Regions from separate parts of the Sus scrofa genome. Here all the other regions are linked to region 3. Evidence: chromatin contacts called from public Hi-C and HiChIP or PLAC-seq data. All regions are on one chromosome and are shown on one strand. The core of a region is the stretch at or near the end of the contact, and the rest is flanking DNA. Distances in the headings are between cores, read along the strand shown. Region 1 holds the start of MICU1 (mitochondrial calcium uptake 1). Region 2 holds the start of ANXA7 (annexin A7). Region 3 holds the start of NUDT13 (nucleoside diphosphate-linked moiety X motif 13). Region 4 holds the start of CFAP70 (cilia- and flagella-associated protein 70).

Evidence for each region. Hi-C and Micro-C count contacts between places; a contact is called where the count stands out from the background. HiChIP or PLAC-seq counts read pairs in DNA pulled down with a chosen protein or histone mark.
Region 1: a contact with region 3 is called in a Hi-C map of embryonic fibroblasts, with 4 times the contacts expected there. The contact joins the promoter of MICU1 here to the promoter of NUDT13 in region 3. A contact is called at or near these places in 1 of 5 promoter capture datasets (liver) and 2 of 47 Hi-C or Micro-C datasets (embryonic fibroblasts and heart right ventricle).
Region 2: an H3K27ac HiChIP or PLAC-seq map of alveolar macrophages shows a contact between it and region 3. The contact joins the promoter of ANXA7 here to the promoter of NUDT13 in region 3. A contact is called at or near these places in 2 of 5 promoter capture datasets (fetal liver and fetal skeletal muscle) and 1 of 2 datasets of contacts at active chromatin or transcription factors (alveolar macrophages).
Region 4: an H3K27ac HiChIP or PLAC-seq map of alveolar macrophages shows a contact between it and region 3. The contact joins the promoter of CFAP70 here to the promoter of NUDT13 in region 3. A contact is called at or near these places in 1 of 5 promoter capture datasets (fetal liver), 1 of 47 Hi-C or Micro-C datasets (embryonic fibroblasts) and 1 of 2 datasets of contacts at active chromatin or transcription factors (alveolar macrophages).

What each region holds. Positions count from the first base shown.
Region 1 is chr14:75,443,914-75,449,097 of Sscrofa11.1, forward strand. MICU1 (mitochondrial calcium uptake 1) reads right to left here and starts at 1,685. Exons shown (of 12, transcript NM_001243605.1): 1 at 1,564-1,685.
Region 2 is chr14:76,233,180-76,238,393 of Sscrofa11.1, forward strand. ANXA7 (annexin A7) reads right to left here and starts at 1,467. Exons shown (of 14, transcript XM_005671100.2): 1 at 1,318-1,467.
Region 3 is chr14:75,916,371-75,921,332 of Sscrofa11.1, forward strand. NUDT13 (nucleoside diphosphate-linked moiety X motif 13) reads left to right here and starts at 1,686. Exons shown (of 12, transcript XM_021074324.1): 1 at 1,686-2,048. P4HA1 (prolyl 4-hydroxylase subunit alpha 1) reads right to left here and starts at 2,532. Exons shown (of 15, transcript NM_001097435.1): 1 at 2,452-2,532.
Region 4 is chr14:76,198,254-76,203,089 of Sscrofa11.1, forward strand. CFAP70 (cilia- and flagella-associated protein 70) reads right to left here and starts at 1,645. Exons shown (of 27, transcript XM_013983341.2): 1 at 280-1,645.

The DNA.
Region 1 (5,184 bases), core at 435-2,934, 470 kb before region 3:
GTAAAAATTGTTAAATAGGGAAAATTAAAGATTTAAAGTGGCCGAATTAGGTGTAATAACTTTATCAATTACTTTAGCCTTATAATTATAAATAATATAAGATCTGACGAGTCAGATTCATTATAATAATTTTACATAGTATTACATTTTGGGAGAAATTACATATCATTGTTAAAATACAGGAAAGTCAGTCCCAAGATGCACCCCCTGGGAATGCAAAAGGTCTACTGAATATTGTAAATGTTCTACTGATTATAAATGGAGACAGCAATACACTCTTTGGCTCTCTTGCTCTTACTAGTTTCTGTCACTCTTTCCTTTTCTCCTCAGGCACAAAATCCACTCCTGAATTTTTACTTTTTGTTAGGCTTGTTTTTGGTCTCATAATTCTCAGCAATGAAACTTAAGAGTAGCTGGAGACCAGAGCTACCGTCTCACAAGCAAGTGGCAGTGGGTTCTAAAAAGTTTTTAGAATAAGGCAATATTTAACATTACCTTACCCAAAGCAGGAAGATAATGGGTTGGTCAACCTGGCCAACACCACTGTCTCCAGATGCTGACATTTTGTGTGTCATATCATTTAATGAAATCTAAACTCTCCTACAGCTATCAACCCCAAACTGTTGCACCCTTTCTACTGCTAGATCACCTGCACATGTAATTCAAAGGAATACTTTAACATAAACAAAGGTATGCCCAAGAAAGCACCCAATAACTGATAGAAACATCTGCTTATGAAACTGAAAGAAAATAGGTATTTCCAGGTACCACAAGGAGAATTTTTCTTTTACTCCAGTCCCTCAGCTATAAAATGGTTTTTCTACTTAGCTTTACAAATAGCTACAATACTTTTCAGGCATCCGAAAGGGAGGGTATAGAAACCATAAACAATAAGATCATAGAGACTGGCAACTTAAACAGTTTTAAACTCTCCTCCCAACATTCAGCTTGAGTCAATAAACCCCGGCTCATTCTCAAAACACCGCATTGTGGGCCAAAATGAGATGGTGGTAAGGGAACCTGAGGGAGAATAAAAACAGGTAAGGCACTGGGAAAGGCAAAAACCGAACAGTCTAAGAAGCCTGAACTTTGTTTTGTTCCTTCAGCTCCCCATCAATTTTTTTTTCATTTTTTTTGGTTTTGTTTCAATGATTAATACTTGGCCCCATCAGACATTTAACAATAAAGTCCCCACCCACTTCCAACCACATCCACAAATCCCAGGGGATGTCTTTGGTCGCCCGAAGAGGGACGTCGAAGCTCAAGTGAACCCTGCAGCTGGGAACTCGGCAGGAGAAGTTCTCCTGGGACAGGAAGAAGGGACCAGGTGAGGTCAAAGAAAGCGGAGGAAAGGAAGCCGGCAGGACTAAGGACTGCTCTCAAGCCCCTAAACTGAGCACATCAGGGAGAGACAGCTATCCCGGTCGACCAGAGAAGTTGCTAATTCCGGAGCAGACAAACGGCCAGTCCCGGAGGTCAGGTCCCTAAAGCTTTTCGCATCATCCTTCCTTTCATCTTCTCTAAACGTGTCTCGCCTCATACCCTTGAGAGTACAGGACTCACCCGTCTACAGCGGAGCTTCAGCTGCTTCTCCGTCAAAGCCGCGCACCTCGGAAAACCATAGAGATGAAGAGAGCAACAAAGTTAAGCCTCCAGCTCCGCCGCCCACCCTCACGTAACCCTTCTAGCCGCTAGGGCTGTCGGGATCGTGGCGAAATGCGTGTGGGCGGGGCATGGAGGATAGGGAGTGGGGAGGGGCCAGGCAACCCGCCCCGCCCCGGCCTTGGGCCCCGCCCCGGCCTCGGGCCCCGCCCCGGCCTCGGGCCCCGCCCCGGCCTCAGTATTTAGGCGGGACAGTGGAAGCTCTCCGGATTTTTCTCTGGCGGTTCACCCTCCACGCGCTAGTGGTATAGATGTCTGTGAAAGAGATTTAGTGTGCCGGCTTCCGCCTCGTTGATGCCCCTTTATGTGTTGACTAAGCAAAACAGGAGACAATGAAAAGAAAACTGGACCACAGTGAGTTGGGAATTGTTCTTTTCGAACTGCGTTTAGGTTTAGGCTTCTGGTGAAATTTGCCTGTTTCCTGACCTTGAAGCTTTTTTAAATTTAGAAACCGACTCACCGCATTGTCTATTATTTAGGTTTTTCAGAAGTTCTCTTTGCAAGCTAATATGATTGGAGAGTTTAGTCACCGAGCTACTAGTAACATTTTTTTTCCTCAGAGGTTGCTGTCAGGAGTGAGAATGGAAAAGTCTCAAGAGAATGACAATATTTTGATTATGATATGATGGAATTTAAAAGTTTCTTCAGGAATTTCCTAGTTCTAGATTCTGGTGGCCTATTGGTTAAAGGGTCCAGGGTGTCACTGGTGTGGCTCCAGTTGCTGGTGTGGTGTGGATTTGATCCCTGACCGAGAAGTTTTGCATTCTGGGGGGTACAGTCAAAAATAAATAAATACTTTCCTTAGCAGAGCTGTAGCAAAGGCTACAACCATGGAAACAAAAGAAGGCAGCCAGAACTATCACTGGGTTAAATTGTGAAGGAAGCAAAACAACTATTTTCTCCATTTCTTCTCAGAGGACTCTCCCTCCCCACTATCCCAAGAAGGACAGATCGTTATGTTCTTGGCACTGCGCTAGCACTTTACAGGCAACCCCATGTTTGTTCCAACCATCCTGTTGATGAAAACGGTTTTTGTGAATTGTAGATGGGGAAGCGGGCTATGACCCCTCCCTAGGTAATGTATCAAATGGTATGGCTGGCACAGACCTGATAGAAAGAACACCAAAGACATCTTCAATCTACTGTCCCTGGATCATCTTGACACAAGAATTGGGAATATTTATTTATTTATTTATTTATTTATTTATTTATTTATTTTGCATTTTAGGGCTGCACCCCCGGCACATGGAGATTCCCAGACTAGGGGTCAAGTCAGAGCTACAGCTGCCAGCCTACGCCACAGCCACAGCAATGCAGTATCCAAGCCGGGTCTGCAACCTACAAAATAGTTTACGGCAATACCAGATCCTTAACCTACTGAGCGAGGCCTGCAACCTCATGGTTCCTAATTAGATTCATTTCCACTGCACCACAATGGGAATAGCAGGAATCTTTATTTTTTTAATTAAAAATTTTTTTCTTTTTATGGCCGCACCTGCAGCACATGGAAGTTCCCAGGCTACAACCATGGAAACGAAGGCAGCCAGAACAAGGGTTGAATCAGAGCTGGAGCGGGAGCCTACGTCACAGCCATGGCAGCACTGGATCCCAGCCATATCTTCAACCCACGCTTCAGCTTGTGGCAGCACCAGAAGCTTAACCCACTGAGCGAGGCCAGGTATTGAACCCCCATCCTCACAGAGACAACATCAGGTCCTTAACCCCCTGAGCCTCAGCAGGAACTCCAGGAATCTTTTCTGATTTGCTTCTCAGCTATTAAAATGTACCTTTTCTGTGTGTCTTTCCATTTAAAGCCTGTTCTCTGTTGAGTGAGAAATCTGATAAAGACATTCTTCCCGGTTTACTAATGGGTATTTGGCAGTATGTCCATTAATGCTAATGGTTGGAATTTCAAGTTGTGGCATAGATTATCTTGGAACACTTTGGGGGCTCATGGAATCTTAACTAGTTAAGTTAATCATGGCTGAGTTAAGTGTTTTTCAGAATAAGAAAAAAAGTTATCAATGCAAAAATGCTGAACAAAGGTCAAATTTTTTTTTTCATTTTTTTCCTCCACAGCATGCAGAAGTTCCTGGGCCAGGGACCAAACACCCACCGTAGCAGTGACCCAACCCAAGCCACAGCAGTGACAATACTGGATCCTTAAGTCCTAGGCCATCAAGGAACTCCAAAGATCAATTTTTAAGAATTGGTGACATTCAATCCTGATTTTAGTCAAAATTTGTCTCTATAAAACTAAATAACCAGGTCACCTAATTTTTTTTCTTTTTTTTTTTTTTTTTTTTCGGTCTTTTTAGGGCCTTACCTGTGGCATATGGAGATTCCCAGGCTAGGGGGTAAAATCAGAGCTATAGCTGCCAGCCTATACCACAGCCACAGCAATGCTGAATATGAGCCATGTCTGTGACCTACACCACAGCTCATGGCAATGCCAGATCCTTAACCCACTGAGCAGGGCCAGGGATCAAACCTGCACCCTCATGGATACTAGCTGGGTTCGTTACCACTGAGCCACAACAGGAACTCCAGTTCAGCTAATTATTAAATAATATGTGAAAACAAATCACTGTCTCAAACTTTTTGGTCACAGGACTCTTTTACACTCTTAAAAGTTATTAAGGACCCCAAACAACTTGTTTATATGTGTTATACCTAGCAATACTTATTATGTTAGAAATTAAAACCGAAGTTTTTAAATGTTTTTAGTCATTAAAATAATAAGCCCATTATATGTTGACATAAATAACATATTTTTGAATAATAACTATATTTTTAAAAATATAGGATGTTCCTGTTGTGGCTCAGCAGGTTACGAACATGACTAGTATCCATGAGGATGTGGGTTTGATCCCTGGCCTTACTCAGTCGGTTAAGGATCTAACATTGCCATGAGCTGTGGTGTAGGTCACATATGTGGCTTAGATCCTGTATTGCTGTGGTGTAGTGTAGGCTAGCAGCTGCAGCTCTGATTAAATCCCTAACCCAGGAACTTCTATATGCCACAGCTTGGACCCTAAAAAGCAAATATATATATATATATAAATGGGAGTTCCCTAATGGCACAGTGGGTTAAGGATCCAGCATTGTCACTGCAGTAGCTCAGGTTTCACCTGTGGTGCAGGTTTGATCCCTGGTCCCAGAACTTCTACATTTTCATGGGCGTGGCTGAAGAAAAAATATATATGTTTATATATATATATACTGTATGGTTTCACATTCTTATAAATTTCTTAATGTCTAGCTTATAGAAAACAGATGATTCTCCTATCTTTCCTTAATAAATTTGTTTCAATATCACTCATTATATTGTCTCTGGAAAATTTCACTCTACACTCAGTGAATGAAAATAATAAAGGCAAGTAACAGCTTATTATTTTCAGGAAAAAAGTTTTGACCTTAGAGATCACTGTAAAGGATTTTAAGGAATCCCTGGAATCCATGGACCATACTTTGAGAACCTCTGTTTTAAACCATACAAATGTTAGCTCCTTAGGCAATCTA
Region 2 (5,214 bases), core at 217-2,716, 320 kb after region 3:
AAAGCTTTTGTAAAAAGCTTAAACAAACTCAAGGGTGACTCAACAAACAACTCAATTTTGCCCAAGGAATAATTAGACTACACCAGTGAACCAGAAATTTTATTTTCTTTTTAACATTCTCCATCAGCAAATACTTTTAAATGACTAGGAAAGTAATCTTGGTTCCACAAAGCATCTCCACCCAGTGAGTCAACTACTAAAAGGCGTGGGTCTCACTATGCAAGTCTCATAAATGGCATGAAGCCCAAGAACACAGGAGGCAGCTGTTGTAAATTAATGAAACAAATATGAAACAGGAACAGTGAATGAAGATGGCCAAGAGCAGATACTACAATTTTCCAAAACGTGTCTCTTGATTGGGAAGGACCTTTTAAATCCATCAGCAAGGGCCCTTCAGTAGAGAATTGGAGTCCTGACTAGCCTCTGCATGGGCAGGGTAGGCAACCAACACCAGAGGATTGCAAGGCTCAGGGCAAAATTCTCTTTTAGCGGCCTATCCACTTGAAACTGCTTCCCTGCCTGAGAAGTAACTCATTCCAGGCATTATCTAACTAGGACAGATTACTTTATCAGATCAGCTACCCATCAACTGGGAGAAATGAGGGAGTTTAAAAGCAATTAGAAGACTTCATTTCTGTCACTTTTGGGGGGACAACAAGCATTTCCTTCTGTAGAAGTGTTCACACAGGTTGGGCTCACATGTTTGCTGCTGTTCAGGGAATAGGCACCAAATCTGGAATGCGACTTCCTAGGAGAGTTTCCAAGGATTATAGACCTGAGCCAGGTTTACAGGTTCTGTCCTGGGGGCGGGGGAAGGGGGTGTCTCTAAGCAAAGTACAAATTTCTTAAGTTTCCCTAAATTTGCTGTGTCACCAGCAAGTCTAGACCCCCCCGGCTGGACTAGCCTTCGGTGCTGCTCGCTGGTTTTCTTACTCAGCCCTCCCTGAGGCCGCTTCAGCAGGGCCGTGCCCTGGCCTCAGTCCCTCCACCTGCGGCCCACCTGCCTGCGTGGGAGGCGTCATTGCTTCCTCCAAACTGTGGACAGACAAGTGAACAGGTCTTCCGGTAGCCGGGTCGCCGCGCAGATTCCGCCCCAATACGCCCCAGGCCCAACGCCCCCACTAGGCATCCTGGGTCCCGCGACGCGCACACCGCGACGCCCGCCACCCGGCTGGCCCACAGGCCCCTCCACCGCCCCGCGGCTCCAGGACACGCGCGGGGCCCCGCCCTCCCCCGGATGGCAGGCCTCGGAGCGGGCCGCGGCGACAAGACCGAGGGGGACGCGCGGTGGCAAGGGCAGGGGGCGCCGTTCCTCACCTGAACCCGGGGAGCAGCGTCACACACACTCCGGCTCGGTCGCTGGCAAGATGGAGCCGGGGAGGGCGGGGGGAAAGGCGGGGCGCCCAGGGCCGCCTCCCGAGCCCGTTAGGATCGCCAGCCGCGACTGCCGGGAACGCCCCTGGGGCAGGAGGGGGCGGGGCCGCAGGGCCAGCCGGGGACCCACCACCTGAGAGAGGACGCTCTCTTCGGGCGCAATAAGCCAGTTCTAATCTCACTTCTTGTTACCAAGGTCCATGCGCCAGTTCCTTCTGGGCTCTCTCAAGGCCCTTGGGAAGTTAAAGCCGTTAAAGCCAAGGGAACCGTTGAAAGGGTCTAACGACGGTTCTCTGCCGCCCCTTTAGTGGTGAGCGGCAGAGATGGACTCAAGACTGGGAGGCCAGGTGCAGCCTCTCCGCCTGATATGCCATCTTCCCTCGCCTGTTCTAAGGCCAAGGACGGCGTGAAATAAATTAATATTTATGGAGATCCTTAATAGGCACAACACGAGATACACTAATCAATACCACTCCAGAAGGGAGTTGCAAGGTGATTCTAGGCTCCCCTCACACTAGAGCCCTATCATGACATACACCGCGGCATTAAACATTTGAGGCAATTTCAAGGGCCCAGATCAGTATCTTAAACTCATTAAGGAAATTTAATCCAGAGCAAAAACCAGTTGGCTACCTTTTCCAATGGTTCTCAAACTGTGGCCCCAAACCAACAGCCACCACATTACCTGGAAACTTACTAGAAATGCAAATTATTGGACTTCACCTTAGACCGACTGAATTAAACTCTAAAGGTGAAGTCCAGAAGTCTATTTTAACAAGCTCTCTAGGTGGTTCTATGCACACCAGTTGGAGAACCATCAACCTATTACTTCATATGCTTTTCCACCAGAAATCTTTCCCACGGGGGTGAAATAGGGTGGATTAAATTTTTAGGTGGGAAGAGCAAGATAAACATGTCTCTAAAACAGGGGAAAGTGGAAGGTACTTGAGGAAGATCACTGTGGAATTTAAACAAAACTGCACCACACTCTGGGTACCCAGCATTAATCTCCCAGCTCCCACCAGTCTGTCTGGCAAATATTGGGCTTTTCTGTCCAACCTGCCTGGAGACCTCTGGAATTTAAGCATTCCCTAAGAAGCCTGTTCTCACTCCTCTTTGCTCAACCTTCCTTCCTTGGTGACCTCATCCTCACCCTTCTCTCTGCCTTAACTATCACCTTAAGAGGTTATTTCCCAAACCTCTATTTCCAAGCCCACTTTCCCGAGTTTTAGGGCCAAAATATCCAAAAGCCTATTCAGGCAGGAACACTAGATTTCCCACTTAATCCTTTGTCCTTCTTTCCTGACACATAAGGCCTTCCAAGATCAGAGGTCTTTTCTCATGCTTCCTCCACTTAGAAAGCACTGCCCCCCCCTTTTTTTTTTTTTACTGGCCATACCTAAGGAATACAGAAGTCCCCAGGCTAGAAGTTGAATCGGAGATGCAGCTGAGGCCTACACAACCACTGCAACACCAAATCCTAGCTGCATCTGTGTAGTGACCCACAGCCTCACAGAGACAACATCGGGTCCTTAATCTGCTGAGCCACAACGGGAACTCCACGCCTGCCTTTTAACAACAATGAATTAAGATTCAACTCAAAGATTACCAATCTCCTTCCTGCTTCAAGAAGCTTTTCCTTTCTCCTTTTCTGTTCCTTCCTTTGAGTAAACTCTTTTTGCACCCAACTAAGCCTTTTACAGATGTCTGCTGTGGCACATTTAACAGTAGTCACAGCACACGAGTATTTAACTTACCTGTATTCAACTACATTTACTTAGCAAAAACAAAACACCTCTGAAGGGCATCATATATTCCAGAGTTCATGTGAAATAGGAGGCAATATCCCAGTGTGTTTAAACACACATAACTTTTATACAGACAGCAGTAATTTTGTCCCTAAGGGGACATTTGGCAATGTCTGGAGATATTTTTGCTTGTCACAACTAGAGAGGAAAGTGTTAATGGTATCGTTGGGGATAGGCCAGAGACATTACTAAACATTCTACAATGTAATGGGCATCCCCCCAAAACAAGAATTATTCAGCCTAGGAGTTCCTGCTGTTGTGCAACAGGATCAGGCAGTGTCTCTGGAGTGCTGGGATGCAGCTTCGATCCCTAGTCCTACACAGTGGGTTAAGGATTCGGTGTTGCCACCGCTGCAGTGTAGGTCACAACTGCAGCTTGGACTAGATCCCTGGCCAGGGAACTCCATATGCCACAGAGTCGCCAAAAAAGAAAAGAAAGAAAAAAAAAAAGGATTATTCAGTCTAATTCTTAATTCTGCTGAGGTTAAGAAACTCTTTTGTTTGAATGATCTTTCTAAATAATAGATTTGGTCATATCATTTCCTTGATTAAACTTCTTCAATTAACTTCCCATTGGAACCAGAATAAAACACAAACTCCTGGCCATGGTCTATTAAGCCTTATATAATCTGGCCCCTGCCCACTTCTCTGATCTCATCCCTCTTTACCTTCCTGCTCAACCATTAAACTCTGGGTCAAAATGGCCTTCTGTCTAAACATACCAAGATTGTGACCAAACACACCAGAGATTCTCAGGATTTTTTCAGTGTCATTGCTTCTACTTGGAATGTTCTCCACTGCATGTTACATCTCAGATGTCATCATCCATCTCCTTGGAAGGCAGGTATTCCCTAACATTGTAACATTAGTAGCCACCACTGCCACCAACACCACTACCAGTTAAACACACTGACTACCCTATTTTCTTTGTAGGACTTTAAAGCATCTCAAGTTCTGCATTTATGGTTTGTTGTCTACTCCTGTCCCAGCTCCCAGGATGTACATCCCTCAAGAACAGGGATATCTCTAGAATCTAGACATAAATGTTCAATAAATATTTGATTGACTAGAACAGGCCCACCCAGACTCAAGGCAACCATAATCCAGTGATCAGCTAAGAAAACATAAATTTGTTTCCAATACTGGAGGAAAAAAAATGGGCTCTGACAGACTTGCTGAGAGAAGGATATGTTAGAATCCACAATGGAGTGCCATCCTAAGGGAATTTCAATGTTTAAAACATTGAAGATAGGAGTCCCCATCTTGGCGCAGCAGAAATGAATCCAACTAGGAACCATGAGGTTGCAGGTTCGATCCCTGGCCCCGCTCAGTGGGTTAAGGATCCAGCGTTGCCGTGAGCTGTGTAGGCCGCAGACATGGCTCGGATCTGGAGTTGCTGTGGCTCTGGCATAGGCCGGCAGCAACAGCTCTGATTAGACCCCTAGCCTGGGAACCTCCATATGCCACACCTGCAGCCCTTAAAAAGTGTTTTCAATAATAACCTACCACTGATTGAATACATACTACATGTTAGGCACTGTGTTAAGCACTTAATAAATATTCTCATTTTTCACACTACGATTTAAAAAATATTTTTTGGTAACAGCTTTACTGAGATATAATTGCACTTACTGCTGTAAAGTGTACAATTCGAGTTTCCTGGTGGTCTAGCAGTTAAGAATCTGGTGTTGTCACTACTGTGCCTTGGGTTCAATCTCTGGCCTGGGAACTTCCACACACTGTAGGTGCAGCCAAAAAAATAGGGTGTAGAGTTCTTTTGTGGATCAGCGGGTTAAGGATCCAGCTCTATCACTGCAATGGCTTAGGTCAGTGCTGTGGCATGGGTTCAATCCCTAGCCTGAGAACTTCTGCACAACAGGAGTGCGGTCAAAAAAAAAAAAAGTGTTCAATGGTTTTAAATATATTCAGAGTTGTACCATCACCACAATGAATTTTAAAATATTTACATCACCCCCAAAATAAACCCATACCTTTACCCATCGCCTCCAATACCCTCATCATCCTCATCTCT
Region 3 (4,962 bases), core at 436-2,935:
CCCCCTCTGCAGTATTAGAAAAGGTCAACATCTCCTTACCAAAAAGCCAAGATTCGCTTGTAACAGCCTGGACTACCCTGGTAAGATGAATTCTCTCTTTTTTTTTTTTTTTTTTTTTTGCCTCTTACGGTACCACCTGAGGCATATGGAAGTTCCCAGGCTAGGGGTTGAATCAGAGCTGTAGCTGACAGCCTACACCACAGCCACAGCAGCTGGGGATCTGAGCCTTATCCACATCCTACACTATAGCTCACAGCAATGCCGAATTCTTAACCCACTGAGTGAGGCCAGGGATCAAACCTGCATCCTCATGGATACTAGCTGGGCTCATTACAGCTGAGCCGCAACGGGAACTTCCTAATGCTTTATTTTTTTAGTAGAATTTTACACTGTCTAAATTTTTCTGCAGTAATTAAGTGTTGCATATTTTTTTCAATCTGTTTTTTGGCCACGCCCATGATATGTGGAAGTTCCCGGGCCAGGGACTGAACCCATGCCACAGCAGCAACCTTAGCCACTGCAGTGATAACACTGGATTCTTAACCTGCTGCACTGAAAGGGAATGCCTTTCATCTGTTTTTTTCACTACATGTTTCCAAGATACAAAATGGTCAACACCATTATCTGCCTACCAAAGTCCCTGGCTTTCAGTACCTCAAAATACAACTCATTTAAAGACATCAAATAGCATTATTCACCTAAAGACACAAAGCAGTCCTTTCCCTAGTAACTAAGTTCAATCTCAAAGAAGCATTTGGCATCAGCTATCAGCTACCAAGGGACTGAAGGCATAATGTTCCAAAACCAAAACTGACATGACTTTTAAAGGTAAGTGACAAAACCTACACTTCTCACAGAAAGAAAAGGTAAAATGTGAAGTTCACAGTTAAGATTTAGAAATTATATTCACAGGCTAAAAGTCAAAGTTAAACAAAAATCACTGAATGTCTACTCAAATTTTAAATCAAGGCAAAACATACTCAAGGTTATTGACTTTCAGCTAAAATATTTCCTGCCTAAGGTATCCATTTTTTTCATAGATACTTGATGAGAAAAATCCCTTTAAAATGTTTTATATATTAGATTCCAATGTTCCAGCTACAAGGACAGTATATTTCTTATTATTTTAGATAAAGACTAGCCTCATTCATAAGCTACATCTAAATCTAAAAGGGGAAATACTTTCTTCCCAAAACCTGTATCAAAAAAAAAAGAGCCTAAAGTTGATGAAAGAACACTGCTGCCACGTCTTTCCCTTCCCCCACTCAGAAGTGACTATTTCATCCCTTCAGAGTGCATTCCAAGGGAAAGTCCAAGAGCCACAGCTCTTAGAGAAACAAGAAACAGTTAAGTTGAAACTGGCAAGCCTCGTTGGCCTTTTAGATCAATTCCTAAAAGGAAATCTAGGTTCTTCGTCCCTTAAAGCAAACAGTGCAAAATTCCAAGAATCTTCTCCACTCTGTCGGAACGCCAAAGACGTTAGTGTCTAAAAACTGAACTGTATTTAATACATTCGATGACTGAGGAGAAATAGTCTCATACTTATGATACCACTCTTCCTCCCCCTTAAAACATACATCTGGGGGCCATTCGCTTAACTCAAAGTTCTCGCACAAACACAGAATTCGATTTCCTGATGGACTTTTAAAAGCATCAGATTCTGCTGTGAAAGAGCAGAGGGGGGTGGGGAGGGAGAGAAGCTCATGTACCTTTAAAATTTTTATGTGGCAGAAGGAAGGAAGAAGACTAGCTTCCCGGTTGACTGAGAATCTGACAGCCGACTTCCCTACCCAGCCGCCCGAAACTCGCCGCCCGGGGCTACGTCTAACTGCTCGGGCTGCACCGCTGCGCGCAACAGATGAGCCTGAACTTCCCCGGGTATGTCCGCTTCCTAGACCCGACAACTCTTCCGCGGGGTAAAAACGCCCGAGTGCTTCGGCGTGAGCTCTAAGCTTTAAAATCAGTTCTCCACTGCCACATGCTAACCATCTGCTGATTTGGAGGCCGAAAACCGTCGCGTACCCGTCAGCTTTGCAAGCGAGGACCAGGTAAGAGTGGAGCTCGGGAAAATCAACAGGGTTACCCCTCCTCGGGAAGGAATATTCAAGAAAGTACTGGTTCCCGGGGCGGAGACAGAGGCTGCCGCAGCCCCAACAGTCGGGGACGCCAATCTGGGAGGAGGTGGGAAGGGGAGCACCGAGGAGGGCGGAAGGGCCTCTGGGACAACCAGGAGGCGCGGGGCGCTGGACCTGGGGAAGGTACAGAGGAGAAGGTACTGCGGTAGTAAACCAGGGAACCCCTGCCCCCGAGCCATCCCACCAGAGAGGGCAGGGACCAGACCCCCCAGAGCCATCCGAGAAGGGCCGCGGCTGCCCAAGAACTTCAGCCTCAGTAGCCAACGACTACCCAAGGACTTCATCCTCATTCTCCAAGGTCGGAGAAGCGTCTCACCTGAGAAGTGGCAGGGGAGGGCTGCGCGTTCTCCAGTCCTCGACCGCCTTCAGTCAAGCCGGCTCCCTTCTCTAAGCCCGCTGGTGGCTTGACTGGGCAGCAGAGGGAGCCAGTTAGCCCTTTTATAACCTCTAGGCCGCGACGGCAGCGCTAGGGAGGAGGCAACTGCAACCCTCGCTACGTGAGCTCGATCACACCAGCGCCCAGGCGTTTGCGCAGGCGCCCAGCCCAGGCCCTCGCCCCCACCCTTTGCCCACGTCCCACGCCCCAGACTCCCCACCAGCTGGTGAAGTCCGGAGCCGAGGGGAGGGGCCGGCGGGCGGGCGTGTGGTGTAGCGCGCCTGCGCAGGGTCCTCGCCACGCCCTTGTTACCGTGGTTACTCCGGATTTGCCCCACTCCTTTCAACAGGTTGTTTAGCGCCTGGGTTACGCCATCAGCCTCAGGCTGGGACGTCGGAACTCCCAGCAGGGAACTATATTAAATATAAGAATAAGAACATGGGAGTAGAAAATAAGGCAGAAAAGAAGAATCGGGTGGAAAATAACACCGTACCTCATGTCTTGGTATCTCAGCTGTCTTGGTCCTGAGGCTTTTTACTTTACGAACCTCCTTCCTTCACCTACACTCATATGTACCTCGCTCTATCGCTTATCTTTATACTTTATCACTAGATAGTGCACTGCACGCTCTGGAAATTTTCTGGGTTCACTTCCCAGCTCAGTCTCGTAAAACTCTGGGCATTAACTTCTCTGTATCTCAGCTTCCTCTTTTGCAAAATGCGAATGACGTTAGGTAACTCTTAGGATTGTTATGAGAATTAAATAATGTGCGTAAAGCATTTAGCACATGCCTAGCACACAGAAAGGGTTTGGTAAATATTAGATTGTGTTATAGCATGTGAGGAATCCAGTGTTGTGTTTGGTCATAGTCCAACCTTTGTCTTAGTCATTATCGTCCTAAAAGAAAGCTTTAGTATCAGGCAGCAGACAATGAAGGAGAAAGGGAAGAAAGCGAAAGTGTCCGTGAAAGAGAAGACTTGTCTCAGACTTGGTAATCATTAAAAATTGTTTTTTCTAAAGTTTTCCATGAATGCTAAAAAGCATAGCAATAGTTAACATTTAACTCTTATCTAGGAGTTGGGGTTGATTATTACAGATACAGCAATAGTCAAAGAGGGGGTACTTTTCAGAACCCTAGGGAACATAATATAGTGATATAGTGACCCACTAATCAGCAGTTCTTAAAGTGCGGTCTCCAGGTTCACAGGGCAAAATTATTTCATACTGAATCGAAAAACAATGGAATTTTCCAGAGACTACATGTCCTGTGATAGTGCAACAGATTGCATGCAGAAGAATGAGAATCTTCTATTAGGCTAGATACTAAAGAAATTTGCAGAAATGTAAAATGTCATTCTTCTCACCAAATTCTTTTTGCTCTGAAAAATGGTTATTTTTCATTAAAAAATGTTATTTATATTAACATGTAACAGATTTATTATTTATTGTTTTTAAATGAATTAATATTTTGCATGTTTGTTTTACTCCTAATACAGCAAATGTTGATAGATATGATATGATCCACATAAAAGCTTTCTGGAGTCCTCAGTGCTTTTTAGGAGTGTGAAACAATTATGAGAACAAGTGTTTCAGAACCACTAGTCTAAACAAACAGCAGGGAGCACTTTGACACAGGAGGCAAAGATCTCTTCCTCAAATCTTTGTCTCAAGTGAAGCTGTAATCAGTCTATCCACTGCCCCTATATAGAGCAGACTCTGAAAATTGCAATTCACCCTGTAAATTAAATAGCTCCAGACCTTAAGGGAGATTTACTGTGAAGATAAGAAAGCTTAGCTTCAGGGGCCATCATTTACACTAGCCCTTTCCAAGACCCTGGAAGGAGCCCCAGCAATATGCTCACACAGCCATATGCTTTTGTAAAATTTTTAAAAGTAAAAATTTTAACTGCAGTCTTTAGACTGCTAATTCTTTCCTCACTGATTTTCCCTCTGTCCTGCTTGCCCTTGTCAGATGGCGTTGGAATGCCTAGAAGTCGTTTTTAAAATTTAACCAAAGGGAATTTGAGTTAGAATACATTTGGTTTGAGTTTAGTGGGATATATTTTTGTAATTCACAGTCACTTCCATGTATAGTTATTTTCAGCTGTCCCATTATATGAGTGGCATCCAAGAAGCCTCCTACCACCCGTTGTGCTGACCCACCCAGCACTGTAAAACAAAGGTACAGGGCCAGACATCATATTCAGATTTGAATGTGTCCTGTGTGCTAGCATCAAAAATATATGGATAGGGAGTTCCTGCAGTGGCTCAGCAGTTAATGAATCTGACTAGCATCCGTGAGGACACCCTTGCTCAGTGGGTTAAGGATCCAGCATCGTGATGAGCTGTGGTGTAGGTCGAAGATGCAGCTTGGATCCGGCATTGATGTGACTGTGGCATAGGCCGGCATCTGCAGCTCCAATTCGAACCCTAGCACGGGAATTTCCATAC
Region 4 (4,836 bases), core at 395-2,894, 280 kb after region 3:
TTGCGGGTTCATCCCTGGCCTTGCTCAGTGGGTTAAGGATCCGGTGTTGCCGTGAGCTGTGGTGTAAGTCGCAGATGCTTCTTGGATCCCGTGTTGCTGTGGCTGTGGCGTAGGCCGGCGGCTACAGCTCCTCTTCCCTCTCCGACCCCTAGCCTGGAGGTTCCTCCATATGCCGCGGGTGCGGTCCTAGAAAAGACAAAAAAAAAAAGAAATGAGTTAGATGAAGGCGATGCTGTGACTGGAGGGTGGTCTGTGAGCAGGGGCCCGGTCTGCGCTTACTGCGGGGGATCTCGGCGCAAAGTGGGAAGCGGGGTCTAAGTCTGGCTTCGGGTGGGAGGCCTGGGTTGGCGGGAGTCCTCGCTTAGCCGGGGGTCCGGCAGTGCAGTCGTGCTGGGATGTGGTCTCCGCCTTTCAGTCTGGCCCAAAGTTGAAAAGAAAAGTCCGAGATGCGGAGGCGGGGAAGAGACACTTTTCTAACAAGTGAGAGCGCTCTTAGATCGACACAAACTTGTTTTTCGTAACTATAGCAACCAACTGCCTCTCGCGAGAACTTGTACTGACCACAAGTTTATCCCAAGACTCGCGATAACATTGTCTGGGAGGTAAACGAGAGGCGGTGCAAGACGAGTTCCCGCGCCTGCGCTCTAGAACTACGTCCGCACCCACGGACCTACGAGTGCGCCTCAACGCTTCGTCCAGACCTGGAGCGATTCCCTCGTTCTTCTGAGGATGACCCTTTCTTTTAGCGAAAGTTTTGGTTAACTTCAAGGTTTTCTACCTTTCAATTTTGCTTTATCCACTTCTTTTTTTCCCAGTTTTTCCTCAATAAATAAGGATAAAAACCAAAAGGAAATTTATTTAAAGATAAAAGCCTTTATGAAACGATTTTTAAAAACAGGTCATTAAAATCTTTTTTCTGTAAAAAATGCAGAAAGACAGTATTTTAAAAGTGAGCTTGGCTATCATTCACGGTGATAATGCAAAACTATGTTGCTTTTAGTGCTCAGTATTTACAATAAGCAGAATTGAAGTATGTGACGTTAATGCAAAACTTTAATATATTTGAATTTCAGCGTTACTTTAGAGTAGGAATGGCAAAATATAATAGCAAAAACCTAGAAACAGGAGTTCCCGTCGTGGCTTAGTGGTTAAGGAATATGACTAGCATACAAGAGGACACAGGTTTAGTCCCTGGTTTTGCTCCGTGGGTTAAGGATCCTCTGTTGTCCTGAGCTGTGGTGTAAGCTGGACGCTGCAGCTCGGATTAGACCTCTGGCCTGGGAACCTTCATACGCCGCCAATTCGGCCTTAAAAAAAGCACACGCATACACGCAAAAGCCAAACCTGGAAACAGCCCAACATAAGAATGGATGAATACACTGATATATATTCCAGAATAGCATATTACAAAACAAAGGAATGAACTACAGCTACTTACAACATGGATGGATGAATCTTAGCAATATACATACTTTAAAATGTTGGCCAAATCAGAGATAATTTGAGCTTCAAAATAGACAATGATACTAAGTGAAGTCAGCACTGACATCGTATATTATCACTTACATGTGGAATCTTAGAAAAAGGACACAATGAACTTCTTTGCAGAACAGATACTGACTCACAGATTTTGAAAAACATTGTTTCCAAATGAGACAGGTTGGGGGGTCGGGGGATGTGCTGGGGGTTTGGGATGGAAATGCAATAAAACTGGGTTCTGATGATGGTTGTACAACTATAAATGTAATAAAATCCATTGAGTAATTTAAAAAATAAAAATGAGAGAAAGGAAAGCTCTAACAGTAGAATGCCAACTCAGTAATTGAGAGGAATTGACACAGAGAATTACCATTTTGCACCAACTACAGAAGTGTATGGTATGACTCAGGCAGGAGTCTTCAATGCTAAGGTTGGTGTGTAGAGGCTTGATGAGGAATAAGATATTGGCATGATTTTGGAATACTAATGGATTACAAAGGGGAAAACTGTGACATTAAGAAACCAACACTACCAAGCGATGAGGGTTAAAACACCAGTGTCAGGAGTCTACATTTCATTCCTCCTGATGAGACTCACTGGGAAAAGCAAAATATGTTGTGGTGTTCCTATAATCAGGGGGACCCAGGTTATAGGCCATTCTATAGAAAGTAAGGCCTGTACTCTTTGGATTTTTTAATGTTTTTATGGCCACACGCATGGCTGGGCTGGGGATAGAACCTGTGCCTCAGCAGCGATCCAAGCTGCAGCAGTGAGATTCTTAACCCACCACCCTACAGCAGGAACTCCAAGGCCTGTATTCTTTAATAAAACTGTCGAGGCCAGGGAAGATTAGCAGCACTTCTAGATTAAAGGAGTTTAAAGATACATGACAACTAAATGCAATATGTATTCCTGTATAACATGTTGGTCCAGGAAGGAAAAGAGACATTATTGGGACATCGGATGGAATTTGAATGGGATCAGTAGATTGGGTGGTAATATTGGACCAATATTGATTTCCTGATGTGGTACTTTGTTTGCTGTTATGTAGGAGAGTGTCCCTGTTTAGGGGAAAATACCTACTGGAGTGATGAGATATCATGCCTTCAGTTTCCGTCTCAGCCCTCAAAAGTTCCAGAAAAAGACTGATAACTAGGGATCTATGCACATGCACACACACACACACACACAGAGTGAGTAATGAAGCAGTAACCTAATATGAACTAGATGAGAATCTGGGTGACGAGGAAATGGGAGTTCTTTGCACTGTTCTGGCAACTTTCTATACATTTGAAATTATTTCAAAACAAATGATTAAACTATACACACACACACACACAATTCTCCATGGAAATTCCTTGCTTAGGATATGGTTACTAGAGCCAAGTTTTTAAAAATAAATTGTATTTCTGCTAATGAATATATAAAAATTTAAAAAACTAAGAGAGGAATTCCCGTCGTGGCACAGTGGTTAACGAATCTGACTAGGAACCATGAGGTCACAGGTTTGATCCCTGGCCTTGCTCAGTGGGTTAAGGACCTGGCGTTGCCGTGAGCTGTGGTGTAGGCTGCAGATGCGGCTCGGATCCCGCGTTGCTGTGGCTCTGGCGTAGGCCAGCGGCTACAGCTCAGATTGGACCCCTAGCCTGGGAATCTCCACATGCTGCAGGAGCGGCCATAGAAAAGGCAAAAGGGCAAAACATAAAATAAAATAAAATAAAAAACCAAGAGAAAGATTTTTTTAAGTTGCAACGTTATAAATAATAAAAACATCTCAAAATAAAACTATGGAACAATTGAGTAAGGCATTTATCTCTGGATTTTTTTCCCAAGTGAGCGTTGTGAGTGAATTTGCACTGAGATAGCCATCCTACCTTGTGTACAACATACTTTTTCCACATAATAAGCTAGACTTAGGACAAAGTCTTTGCTAGGGAACTGCTCTAAATCACTCATGATCTTGATCTACTAAGTATTTTGTTTCAAGGCCTAGGCAATCAAGGATAAGTCACAGGTGTCACTTCCTTAAACATAATTAATCCTTATTAGACTTGGGGTGACAGATGGCATAACTTTGTGTTATAGTGTTATTTTCCTAGAGAATGCTTACACAGGTGCCACTCTGAATTTCCTATAATCCTTATAAGGAAAGGCATTCAAATATTTTCTGCTAATTTATGTATGTATGTATGTAGTCTTTTTGCCTTTTCTAGGGCCGCTCCTATATATTAGAGTTCCCCTTGTGGCTCAGTGGTAAGGAACCTGACTAGTATCCATGAGGATATGGGTTCGATCCCTGGCCTCGCTCAGTGGGTTAAGGATCCAGCGTTGCTATGAGGTGTGGTGTAGGTCAGACATGGCTTGGAACCCACATTGCCATGGCTGTGGCATAGCTGCAGCTCTGGTTTGACTCCTAGCCTGGGAACTTCTATATGCCACAGATGTGGCCCTAAAATTTAAAAAAATGGGAATTTGAATGGACGTTTTTCCAAAGAAGACATACAAATGGCCAATGAACTCAAGAAAATTTGCTCATTAGTCATTAGAGAAATTCAAATCAAAACTGCAATGAGATGCCACCTTCACATCCACTAAGATGGCTATAATCAAAGAAACAATGATAGTGTTGGTAAGAACGAGGAGAAATTAGAAGTCTTATTCATTGCTGGTAGGATTGTAAAATGGTACAGCTGCTTTGGAAAAGTTTGGCAGATCCTCAAAAAGTTAAAGATACTATTTAACTTGTGCCAGCAATTCCACTCCTAGTACAACAGTCAAGAAAATGGAAAACATGTGTCCACATAAAAACTTAAAACATGAATGTTCATAGCAGCATTATACATAATAGTCAAGAGATGAAAACAACAGGTGATAAATGGACAAGCAAAATGTATACCCAGACAATGGATTATCCAGCCATAAAGTAGAATGAAGTTTTTTTTTTTTTGGCTTTTTAGGGCCACACTTGTGGCATATGGAGGTTCCCAGGCTAGGGGTCGAGTCAGAGCTACAGCCGCTGGCCTACACCACAGCCACAGCAATGTGGGACCCAAGCCACGTCAACAACACAGCTCACAGCAACGCCGGATCCCCAGCCCACAAAGTGAGGCCAGGGACTGAACTGGCATCTTCATGGATCCTAGTTGGACTCCTTCATCACTAAGCCAAAAAGGGAACTCCCCAGAATGAAGTCTTTTTTTTTGTCTTTTGTTGTTGTTGTTGTTGTTGTTGCTATTTCTTGGGTCGCTCCCGCGGCATATGGAGGTTCCCAGGCTAGGGGTTGAATCGGAGCTGTAGCCACCGGCCTACGCCAGAGCCACAGCAACGTGGGATCCGAGCCGCGTCTGCAACCTACAC